Linked DNA regions of Gossypium hirsutum: region 2 is linked to region 1. Evidence: chromatin contacts called from public Hi-C data. All regions are on one chromosome and are shown on one strand. Each heading gives the region's core, a stretch centred on a gene start, on an enhancer-like site or on the middle of the called end of the contact. The rest is flanking DNA. Distances are from core to core; before and after follow the strand shown.

Region 1 (5,417 bases), core at 1,283-3,782:
GTGAAAGCAGATGAAATTGGCTCCAAAATTGTAAAGTTTATCAGTTGAGGGCTCAGCACTTGCAATTTCCATCATATCTAATTCAATTTTTCATGTGTTCTAAAAGGTTTAATTTCTCACACTTTGATTTTTTTTTCTACAAGTAATCAACAATCTTAACCTTCTCTTTTACAATTTTTCACTATATTTTCCTTTTTCTTGTCTTTGGGTTTCATTTTCATTCATTCTTTATATTTGCTAGATCCATGAGTTATTTAATACTTTTTGATATTATATCAGAACCTCTTGCCTGACCACTCTTGATTGTGGTTCTTTGTGTTTGGCTCTGTTGGTATAGACGTCCATAATGGACACCCACACTGTGAATAATCATCACCATTTTTTCTGCTAAGTAGATTGCCATGTTTCTGATAATTATCTTGGCCTTCTTCCTATGGAGAGTAAGAATAAAACTAATGCATTCAAGTAGGTGTTTGCAAGCCACATCCAAGAATTCAAAGTTGGTTTAAATGGTTCTTAATATATAGCAACAAGGAAGTTTTTGTCAAATCGATCTTGTAGGCATAACCCACTTATGTAAAAAAGTGTGTTCTTACTCCCTAATTCGGTTACTAATGCTATAATTGTTGTTATTTGTAGATTTTAGTGGGTAGAGAAAAACGAAGACCATGAGTGGAGAATGTTAGCTCAAGACACAGTTAGAATGCCGAAAGGTATGAGAGCCTTAGCTTTCGATATGTATGGCTCTTTGACCTTACTCTCTTAGAAAAACAAATGTGGAGACTACTACTTCATAATAAGCATACCTTGTATTCTAACCTAAGAGAGTGGAGAAGCCTTTAGTTGTTAATTTGGACTAATATATTGTCGGCTTTGAATGCTTTGTCTGGTCTAATCTTTTGGGAGATTAATAATGGGGATCCTGCGGGAATTTGGGGAGAATAGTTGAGGTATGATAAATTTGGATGAGAGGCCATTGCCTCACAATAGGTGGCATTTATGAATGCACAAGTTAATGCTAATTTATCATTGAGGTTAAAAAGTATTTTTGAAAAATATTGTGAAAAAGTACTTTGAAAAAGTTTGACAGTTTTTATCATTGTTATCAAATAATATATTTGAAAAAATAAAATGTCTATTATAAACATGATATTGTAAAGTAAAAATTATGTATTTAAATTATATTTAATTTTATTAATATTATTACGAAACATATGAACTTAAATGATAATAAAATATTAAAATAATTTATTAAGTAATTATTTTTTGATATATGGAATGCATGGAATATATAAATTAGTTAGTATTATGAAATAATTAAGATTAAATTATGAAAAAAATTATAATTATTCAAATGTAAAGTGTTCTCATTTTCATGTGGTATTATATTATTACCACAATGCTAAATTATTATTTTAATATTAAAAAATATTCAATTTAGATTATAGTAAAAATATAATAAATTAATTTATAGTAACTCATTTAATATTGTGTTTCAACATGACGATGTAGTGATTTAGAATTATTATATAACTGGTATATACTTTATTAAGATAGGTTATAATTAATTTTTATTACGGTCTGATGAATTTATGTCATACGGATTATTGCGAAAATCTATTAGTAAATAGAAGAATTTGTCAAAATAATCAAACTCTTTGGGAGGAGACTTAGACACGCGCGAGTTCATTCCAACAACGGTAAGGATCACTTCTACAATGTCTAATGACCATGGGTGTCAGCGGTGTGGTGCTCCTAGTGAGATTATGGTGAATGCACTTAGGGATTGCCCAATGTCTCGAGAGACTTTGCAACTTGGAGATATTAATAATGATTTGTTCTTGTGTAATGTTTCCAAGTGCATTGATTGGATGGAGTGAACTTTGTGCATCATGGATCATGAAGCTTTTACGAGTTTCTTGATCTACGGTAACTTTGGAATGTGCGCAATGCGGAACTGATACTTGGCCTAGAACATCAAGGGGCTGGCAATCTGAATGTCGTATCCATAATTTGAGCAGACACCGTCTCTTGCCTCATAGACCGTGACTTGTTGGATGGAGAGTGCAAGAGGAATCAGCATTAAACATAAAATTTCACCAACTCACTCAGTTACATGTTTTCAACATTCTCATATAATGCAAATCTCATCTTCAATTTGTTTTTCTAACGCGGTAGTGAAAATGTGGTTAACAACTCCCAATCACCCCACCGACCACGAAAGGAAAAAAATCCAATGCGAAGGAATAAACTATAGGACAAAGTTGTAGGGCAAGTCTTGATAGTTCAGTGATCAGAAAAATATAGTTAATTGAGTCGGGGAAACCGTACTATGCCCCATCACGGACAGAATTGTTGAGTAATTATTAATTTGGAAAACAAAGGCAACAATTCGTTGTTTAAAAATGGCCCACAAATGTGTAAATGTTGACGTAGAAATGGTATCATTAATTAGGGGAAGTGTGGTCAGTCTTGGATAAAGTTAGGAAGAAGGTGGTGCCCTCCACTTGGGGTTATGGAGGCTGTGAAAGACTGCTCAGCAATCAGCATGCTTTTCTGGATTTTCTCACAGATATGGTTAGCAGTTCTATGACTATAAGCGTTGAAGTCAAAATGAATTCAATTCCACCACCCCCCCCCTTTTAATTGGCATATTGAATTATTTGGCCCTTTAACTTTACAAATTTTCATTTTAGTCCTCTATTTTATTTTTCTCTCTTTTAACTCTTTAACTTGCATTATTTATTAAATTATCTCAAAATGAATAGAAAAGTTAACGCTTGTTAGCTTTGCTGACGTAGCATTCATGTGTATGCTACTAAGCAATTAATTATTTTTTAAAATTTTTAAAAAATATTTTTGATATTTTTATAATTTTTAATAATATTAATGATTTTTAATTTTTTTAAAATTATAATTTATTTTTTAATTTAAAAAATTAATTAATTGCTGATGTGGCATACATATAGATGCCACATTAGCAAAATTAACAAACATTAATTTTTTTTCAATTCATTTTAGAGTGATTTGATAAATAACGCTAATTTAAAGGATAAAAAATACAAAAAAATTAAATAAAGTATTAAAATAATTTTTTTTTCTAAAGCTAGAGTGCCAAATAACTTTTAATTTTTATTTCGGTATTAAATATTTGGGATATGGAAATTTGAATGCTTCACAGGTTTTCATTAAAAAAAAGCGAAAAATTATATTTTATGCCTTCAAATATTTTCAGTATAGTTCTTATAAAATCTACAGTTGATAAGACTTTTAATTATTCAACATGTATCATTAACTTAATTTTCTCTACTTTTTTCAATCAATTAAATGAATATATTTATCTTAATTATTTTATTAATATTTTTCACTCTATGTCTGGTCATAATGGAGAAAAAACACACACTATTACAATGTTTAATACACGTTAGGCATTACTTTTTTTCTTTTTTAATTAAATGCATATATATATATTTTTACAATGATGTTTACAAATTAATTTATTTATGGGTAGATAAATATTCCGCCAATAGATTGCAACATGGATATCATATACATACTTCATTTAGATTATAAATTTTTTTATCTGGTTACTAAGATAATATGTTAAAGGGAAAAAGTTAGTGTACTAACTTAAGCAATAAATAGCCCATTATTTGTTAGGTGAATTGAAAAGAATGTAATAGTTATATATTACTTTCTTTGGTTAGAGTATTAAACAAGTAAGACATTGGTATTATCTTGGAAATGTCATTTTTCCCCAGATAAGACAAAAAACCAATAAATCATTTTTTGGTCCAATTAGATCACTTGGGAGTTTCTCGCATTTGACACGTTCAAATCCCCAAACAAGTGTAAGGAAAAAAATCATATCTCGTATTACAAATCAAATAATATTCATGTTGACAGTGTGCCTACCCAATTAGAAAAGGAAGAGGAAATTGAGCTATGATGCTTTCAGCTAGAGAGAATGAGAATTTTGGAACCAATATTTAAGTGGGAAGTCAAGAAATTTCACACAGATTATAAATTCATAATTTATATTTTCTTAAAAAAATTATAAGAGTGGAACCACAATGATATAAATTTAGATAGTGTCTATATATATGTGATAAAATTTAAATTAAAAAAATATTGATTGAAAATTCACATATAATTTACACAAAATAGATTAAAAATAGCCATAGTTATAAAAATATAAATGCATGATAAACCCAAATCAAAATTGGTTAATTTTTTTAAAACTGAATTTGAAAATTTTAAATAGATTAGCCATAGTTATAAAAATATAAATGCATGATGAACTTAAATCAAAATTGGTTATTTTTTTTAAATGCATAATAAACTTAAACTAAAATTGACTGACCTAAAAGACAACCAAATGAAGCAAGAAAAAAGAAAAGAAAGAAAAAGTTTTTAATATATTTTTTCTAACTACCTCATTACACATGAAAATGAAGGAAATAAAATGCCTTCTATATATATAAGAAACACGGAGGTTTTTAATAGTTTTGCCTCACATTAAATTATTTCGTTAATATATATTTATATTTTTATTAAAATATTAATAAAAAAATATATATTTTAATTAACACATTGTTACAGGTCAATTTTAGCCCAGACCAAATCAACCCAAAACAAACCCAATACCCATTAGCCCATTGCATTCTAACCCCAAATACCCATCTAAATTAACCCAACAACCCAATACAATCCAAACCTAATTCAGAAGTCCAACTACCCAAATCCAAAATTTTTTTAAAAAAACTTAGTCCACAACCTAAACTTTTCTCAACTAAACCCTAACTCTAGCCTCCCCACTTGCCTCTGCCACCACCTGCCCACTGCAGCATTGGCCACCAACTCGGGTTACCTCTACCTCCACCGCCTCTGCACCTGCAACCATTAAAAGCCGAATGAAAAGACGATTGAAATGGGTTTTTTTTTACATTAATAGAAAAAGATAAATAGTTTCAAAATACAACAACAAATATTCATAAATCATGATTCAAACATCACAAAGATCAAGAGAATATCATCCAAACAACAAAAAAAACGATCCAAAATCAGAAATCAAAAAATCAAGAGGCAAATACCCAAGGTGATTTTGGTTTTCTTTTCTTTTTTTTTTTTATTTTTTATCTATTGATTTGTATGCATATTTACATTATAAATATATAAAAAACATAATACAAAAAAAATTTTACCTTTTTCACGGTGGCCGGCGCCGGCGACAGTCCGATGACCAGATGGTGACCGACCATACGGCCGGAAATCTCCCCTCTCCCCCTCCCCTCGCTCTTTTTTTTTCTTTTTGGTGCTGCAAATGAATTTTTTTAAAAAAATTGGCTTTTTTATAGCCTCCCAAAACAACGTCGTTTTGGGGGCTGCCCTTTAACCCCAAAACGACGTCTTTTTGA
Region 2 (5,417 bases), core at 754-3,253, 140 kb before region 1:
AGTATCATGAGTTAACTCAATAATAATAATAATAAAATATTTATAAAATGAAAGCATATACAAATAATTAAGTCTTTTATCAATTTTTTTCTTTTAAAAACTAATTATATATTTTTAACCAAAACTTTTTAACCTATCAAATTTATTTAAAATTTTAAAAAAATAAATTATTTAAAAAAAAAGTAGACGTATCTTTTTAATTAAAATTTTAAACCACCAAAATAACTCTTATATTTGATATTAATGATTTTTTAAAAAAAGTTCTCCAGATGGTGACTCTGCTAATTTCTAATATGTACTAAATTTATATACTAACATCATATATGTATGAATATGTTGTATATTTAAAGAATAATGTAAACCGAGTTTATGTTGATGAACAAAATTATAGATATATCCTTTTATAATATTAAATTAAATAATTATAGGATTAAATCAGTATTTAGAGTTTGAATTTGATGAATGTGAAAGTAATTGTGAAATTTAATATCACATAATTATATCATACTATTAAATTAAAAAATGATAAATGAAATAAAATGACATGAAGCACTGTTTTTAATATAATAAAACAATTCCCTACTCCTTAATTACAAGTGCTATGATGATTGTTTAGTTTATCTTCTAATTATATAATCTATTAATGAAAATCAGTCATTTTATCCAACAACAATTCTTTACCCCTACCTCCATTCCATTGTGATCCCAAGCCACCGTCACAGAATACATTGGAGTAGACAATAATCACCGAATGTTTCGCCAAATTTGAGATCTGCCCCCTATTGTTTTGTTCTTGTTTGTGATTTTCAACCTATATTATTATCCCAATTATACTGTCTATAAAGAGTATAATTCTTTGAAAAAAATAAAAGAAAAGAAAGACTATAATTTATATTTTGTGAAGTGCAGGAAAACCTCACAATGAATGGAACCAAGAACCTCTTTTGGGGTTATTCGTGATTTTCCAAGCATCAAAGGAAATTAAAAATATTGTTTTTGTAATTCAAATTTGCTAATTTTCCCTTTCACTTTTCCTTCAAAACAAACAGAAAAATTTTTGCATTATATAACCGCTAAGCACATGAATGATAGCTGTCAGAGTCTCAAACTTTACCTTGTCTCACATTCGGCTTTCCTTTCAGAATGAATTTCTAAACAAAGAAAAAGAAATTAAATCAAATATATAGGGGGAAAAGGCAATTTCTCCATTTCTGTGCAGTCCTCTTTACAGGGAAGGACTACAAAAAAAAAAGAAAAAAAAAGAAAACCCTAAAAATTTCTTCAGTTTTCTTCCTTTTAACCTTTCTATATATATTTACACAAGCGGAAACGACGGCGTTTTAAATGTCCTTTCTATTCCTCCTAGAAATCGAGAAAACAACAGTCGTCGGAGAAAGAACGAAGCAGATCTTGAAGGTCACGTGACTCAACCCCAAGTCTCAAGGCTTCCATTACCCGTTCGAAAACTAGCACGTGACAGGGAATACGAAGCACCCCTTTTTGCTCATACCCATACTCCTGAGCCGACTTATTAAGCAACCCAACGAAAACCGGGTGGTTCAGCAACTCGGCGTTCACAACGAATCGTTCCATTTCCTCCCCCACATACACCGGCACATGGCCTTGGGGAACCGACCGCCGTCCCGGCTTTTTCACCGAGGAGACAGCGATGAGGAATGATTCGGCTGAACGCGTGGGGGTGGCGCGTTCTCTGTTGGAGGTGTCGGAACGGAGGAGCCTGTATTGGGAGGAAGAATCGGCAACGCGGGAGAAACGGCGGATGAGTTGTTTCATTTGGCGTTTTATGAAAAAGAAAAGAAAAGAAAAGAAGTGGAATCTTCGAGTGTGAAGGTGAAGCAATTAGTTAGTACCAATCGTGGTTGTGGAGTCCTCGTCGCTGTTTAGTTTTGGTTGAAGAAGAGAAGAGACGAGAGGGAGAGAGTAGGGAGGAAGGAGAGTGAGGGGCGCAATATATAAAGAGGAGGAAAGAGAGAATTAAACAAAGGATAGTGATGACATGCTGATGAGAGAGAAAGAAGGGTACAACTAGGAGTACTTGCCAGGTACTATTACTCTCATTATTTTATTTTACTTTCTTTCATTTTTTATTTGAATTTACTTTTTATCTTATATTAAATTTATACATTTTTTAGTTTGATTATAGAAACTACGATGGTGATCTACTATGAATGTTTGCCTTTTGAAAAATGTTTTTCATCTTTTTATAATAATAAAAGTTTTAACCAATAATATTAAATTAATCCTAAAACATAAGAAAGAAAATTATTAACGACTAATTTATGTAAAAGAAATTTGATATGAATGCCAAAATTTCACTTATAATTTAAAATTTTGATACATTCTCAACTTAAAATCTCATCGTATAATTATTTTTTTAAAAATTATTACTTTGCATATATAACACCCATACTTCAGCACCTAGTGCAATAGCGAGCACCAGTTTAACTTGGGGAGGCAGTGATTTAGTGGCAGTAAGTGGCAAAGTTGCTTTGTTACCTATTCCATTAGGAACCGCAGATTTTTTGGTCCATCACATTCATGCATTTACGATTCATATGACGGTATTGACACTCCTGAAAGGTGTTCTATTTGCTCTCAGCTTGCATTTGGTACTGGATAAAGTAAATCTCGATTTTCGTTTCCCTTGTGATGGGCTTGGAATAGGGGGGACATGTCAAGTAACCGTTTGGGATCATGTCTTTTTAGGACTATTCTGGATGTACAATTCAATTTCAGTAGTAATATTCCATTTCAGTTGGAAAATGCAGTCAGATGTTTGGGGTACTATAAGTGATCAAGGGGTGGTAACTCATATCACAGGAGGAAATTTTGGGCAGAGTTCTATTTCTATTAATGGATGGCTACGATATTTCTTATGGGCACAAGCATCCCAAGTAATTTAGTCTTATGGTTCTTCATTATCTGCATATGGCCTTCTTTACTTAGGTGCTCATTTTGTATGGGTTTTTAGTTTAATGTTTCTATTCAGCGGATGTGGTTATTGGCAAGAACATATTGAATCCATCGTTTGGCCTCATAATAAATTAAAAGTTGCTCCTGCTACTCAGTCTAGAGCCTTGAGCATTGTACAAGGACGTGCTGTAAGGGTAACCCATTACCTTCTGGGTGGAATTGCCATAACATGGGCATTCTTCTTAACAAGAATTATTATAGTAGGATAATATCTAGGAGGATTTGAAAGGCATTATGGCATTAAGATTTCCAAGGTTTAGCCAATGATTAGCTCAGGACCCCATTAATCGTCGTATTTGGTTTGGTATTAATATCGCGCATGACTTCGAGAGTCATGATGATATTATTGAGGAATGTATTTATTAGAATATTTTTGTTTCTCACTTCGGGCAATTAGCAATAATTTTTCTGTGGACTTCCGAAAATCTGTTTCATGTACCTTGGCAGGGAAATTTTGAGGCATGGATATAGGATCCTTTACATGTAAAGTCGATTGCTCATGCAATTTGGGATTCTTATTTTGGTCAACCAGTGGCGGAAACTTTTACTAGAAGGGGCACTCCTGGTCCAATGAATATCGCTTACTCTTGTGTTTATCAATGATGGTATACAATCGGGTTACGTATTAATGAAGATCTTTATACTGGAGCCTTTTTTTCTATTATTTCTTTCTGCTCTATCCTTAATAGCAGGTTGGTTACACCTACAACCAAAATGGAAACTGAGCGGTTTGTGGTTCAAAAACGCCGAATCTCGTCTTAATCATCATTTGTCAGGACTATTCGAAGTAAGTTCCTTGGCTTGGACATAGCATTTAGTCTATGTCGCTACTCCTAGATCTTGGGGGGGATATGTTTGATGGAATAATTTCTTAGATGTATCACCGCATCCCCAAGGGTTAGGCCTATTTTTTTTAGGTCAATGGAATCTTTATGTTCAAAACCCCAATTCAGGTAGTCATTTATTTAGTACCTCCCAAGGATCAAGAACTACCATTCTAACTGTTTAGGCCAATTTTGGACCCAATACAACAAAACATTAACCCAACCTCAACGCATTTACTACTCTAACCCATCAACCTTAACCCATCAAACCCAAATACAATATCAGCCCAACCTTAACCCAATTATCTAACCCATACCCACTAACCTAAACTTAAGCCCAAACCCCTAGCAAAACACCTAACCCTAATCAGCAACCAAACCCTAGGTGCACCGCACCTAGGGTCTTCACCCTTAACCGCCCCTTGACCTTCGGCCACCTACCCTCTGCCAAAAGCCTGCTTCGCCGCTCCACCGGTCATGTCTCTACCATCCCTCTGCATCTGCAAGGAGTTTAAGATGAAAAGATAGGAAAAATAATAGAAAACATTGTAAAAACAGGCTATAAAGCCAAATGAAAATTGGTAAAAACGGGATTTTTGAAAAAAACAACATCAACAGAAAATAAAAAGAGTTTCAAATACAACAATAGCTTTCAATACAAACATACATAAATCGTGATTCAAACAGCAAAGAGATCCGAATACCATAACCAATATTGAAGGCAAAAAGGTGATTTTTTACCGAATCCGTTTCTTTTCTTTTCTTTTCGTTTTTTTTCCTTTTTATTCAAATACATCTATATACATATATATATAAAACATTATTTAACTAAAAAAAAGAAAAATTACCTTTCCGGCCACCGTGTACGGTGGCCGGTGCCGGCGCCGGTGAGCCCCGGTGACCGGCCCATGGCCGGGTTCCTCTCCCCCTCTCCCTCTTCTCTCCTTCCCTCTTCTCCTTTTTTTTTCTTTCCCCCCGGTACAAATGAAATTTTAAAAAAATTTTGATTTTTATAGGGGACCAAAACGCACCGTTTTGGTCCCCTTCGTTTAATAATAAAACGACACCGTTTTGGGTCCCGGGTTAGGTCGACCCACCCGCTCCGGCAGGATCCGCATGTTTTTTAAAACGGGAGGGCTAATTGCGCTTTTAGCCCTTCCGCTTTTCTGGGGTTTTACAATCAAGTTTTTTCATTTTCAATTTGGCACCATAATTTGTTTCACTTTGCAATTTGACCCCTTCGTGCTGCGCAGTGTTTTGATAGTAGGGGATATTTTCTATTTTGGTCGCTTCGGCTTGTTTGCGCGTGCAGTTTAGTCCTTTGCCATTTATTTCTTTTAAAATTCGCCCTAAACTTTGATCTTTAATTCGATTTAGTCCCTCTTTGTCAATTTACTATTTTATTTTCGATTTATTTGTTTTCATTTTTTGTTATTTATTAATTTTAATATTTATATTTATTATATTAAATGTACTCACTATATGTCTTAATGTATAATTTTATATATATGTATGCGCATGTAATATACTTATATAGTGTATTATATATAATTTTTATATATTATATATATGTGTTTTAAATATCATGTTATATATATA

The links. A called contact is a pair of places that touch in the nucleus more often than the background predicts.
Region 2: a contact with region 1 is called in a Hi-C map of leaf, with 2.1 times the contacts expected there. The contact joins the promoter of LOC121212455 here to the enhancer-like site in region 1. A contact is called at or near these places in 4 of 34 Hi-C or Micro-C datasets (anther and leaf).

What each region holds. Positions count from the first base shown.
Region 1 is chrA13:87,923,641-87,929,057 of Gossypium_hirsutum_v2.1, reverse strand. No RefSeq gene overlaps it. Among protein-coding and RNA genes, the nearest start is that of LOC121212431, 53 kb to the right of the region's middle. Within about 2 kb of position 2,532, at least 2 of the 9 cell types and tissues checked have an H3K27ac peak or open chromatin away from gene starts, as enhancers often do. A contact at or near this core is called in leaf, where this site is marked.
Region 2 is chrA13:88,061,460-88,066,876 of Gossypium_hirsutum_v2.1, reverse strand. LOC121212455 (auxin-responsive protein SAUR71) reads right to left here and starts at 2,003. Exons shown (of 1, transcript XM_041085168.1): 1 at 1,101-2,003. The coding sequence starts at 1,794. The coding sequence ends at 1,363.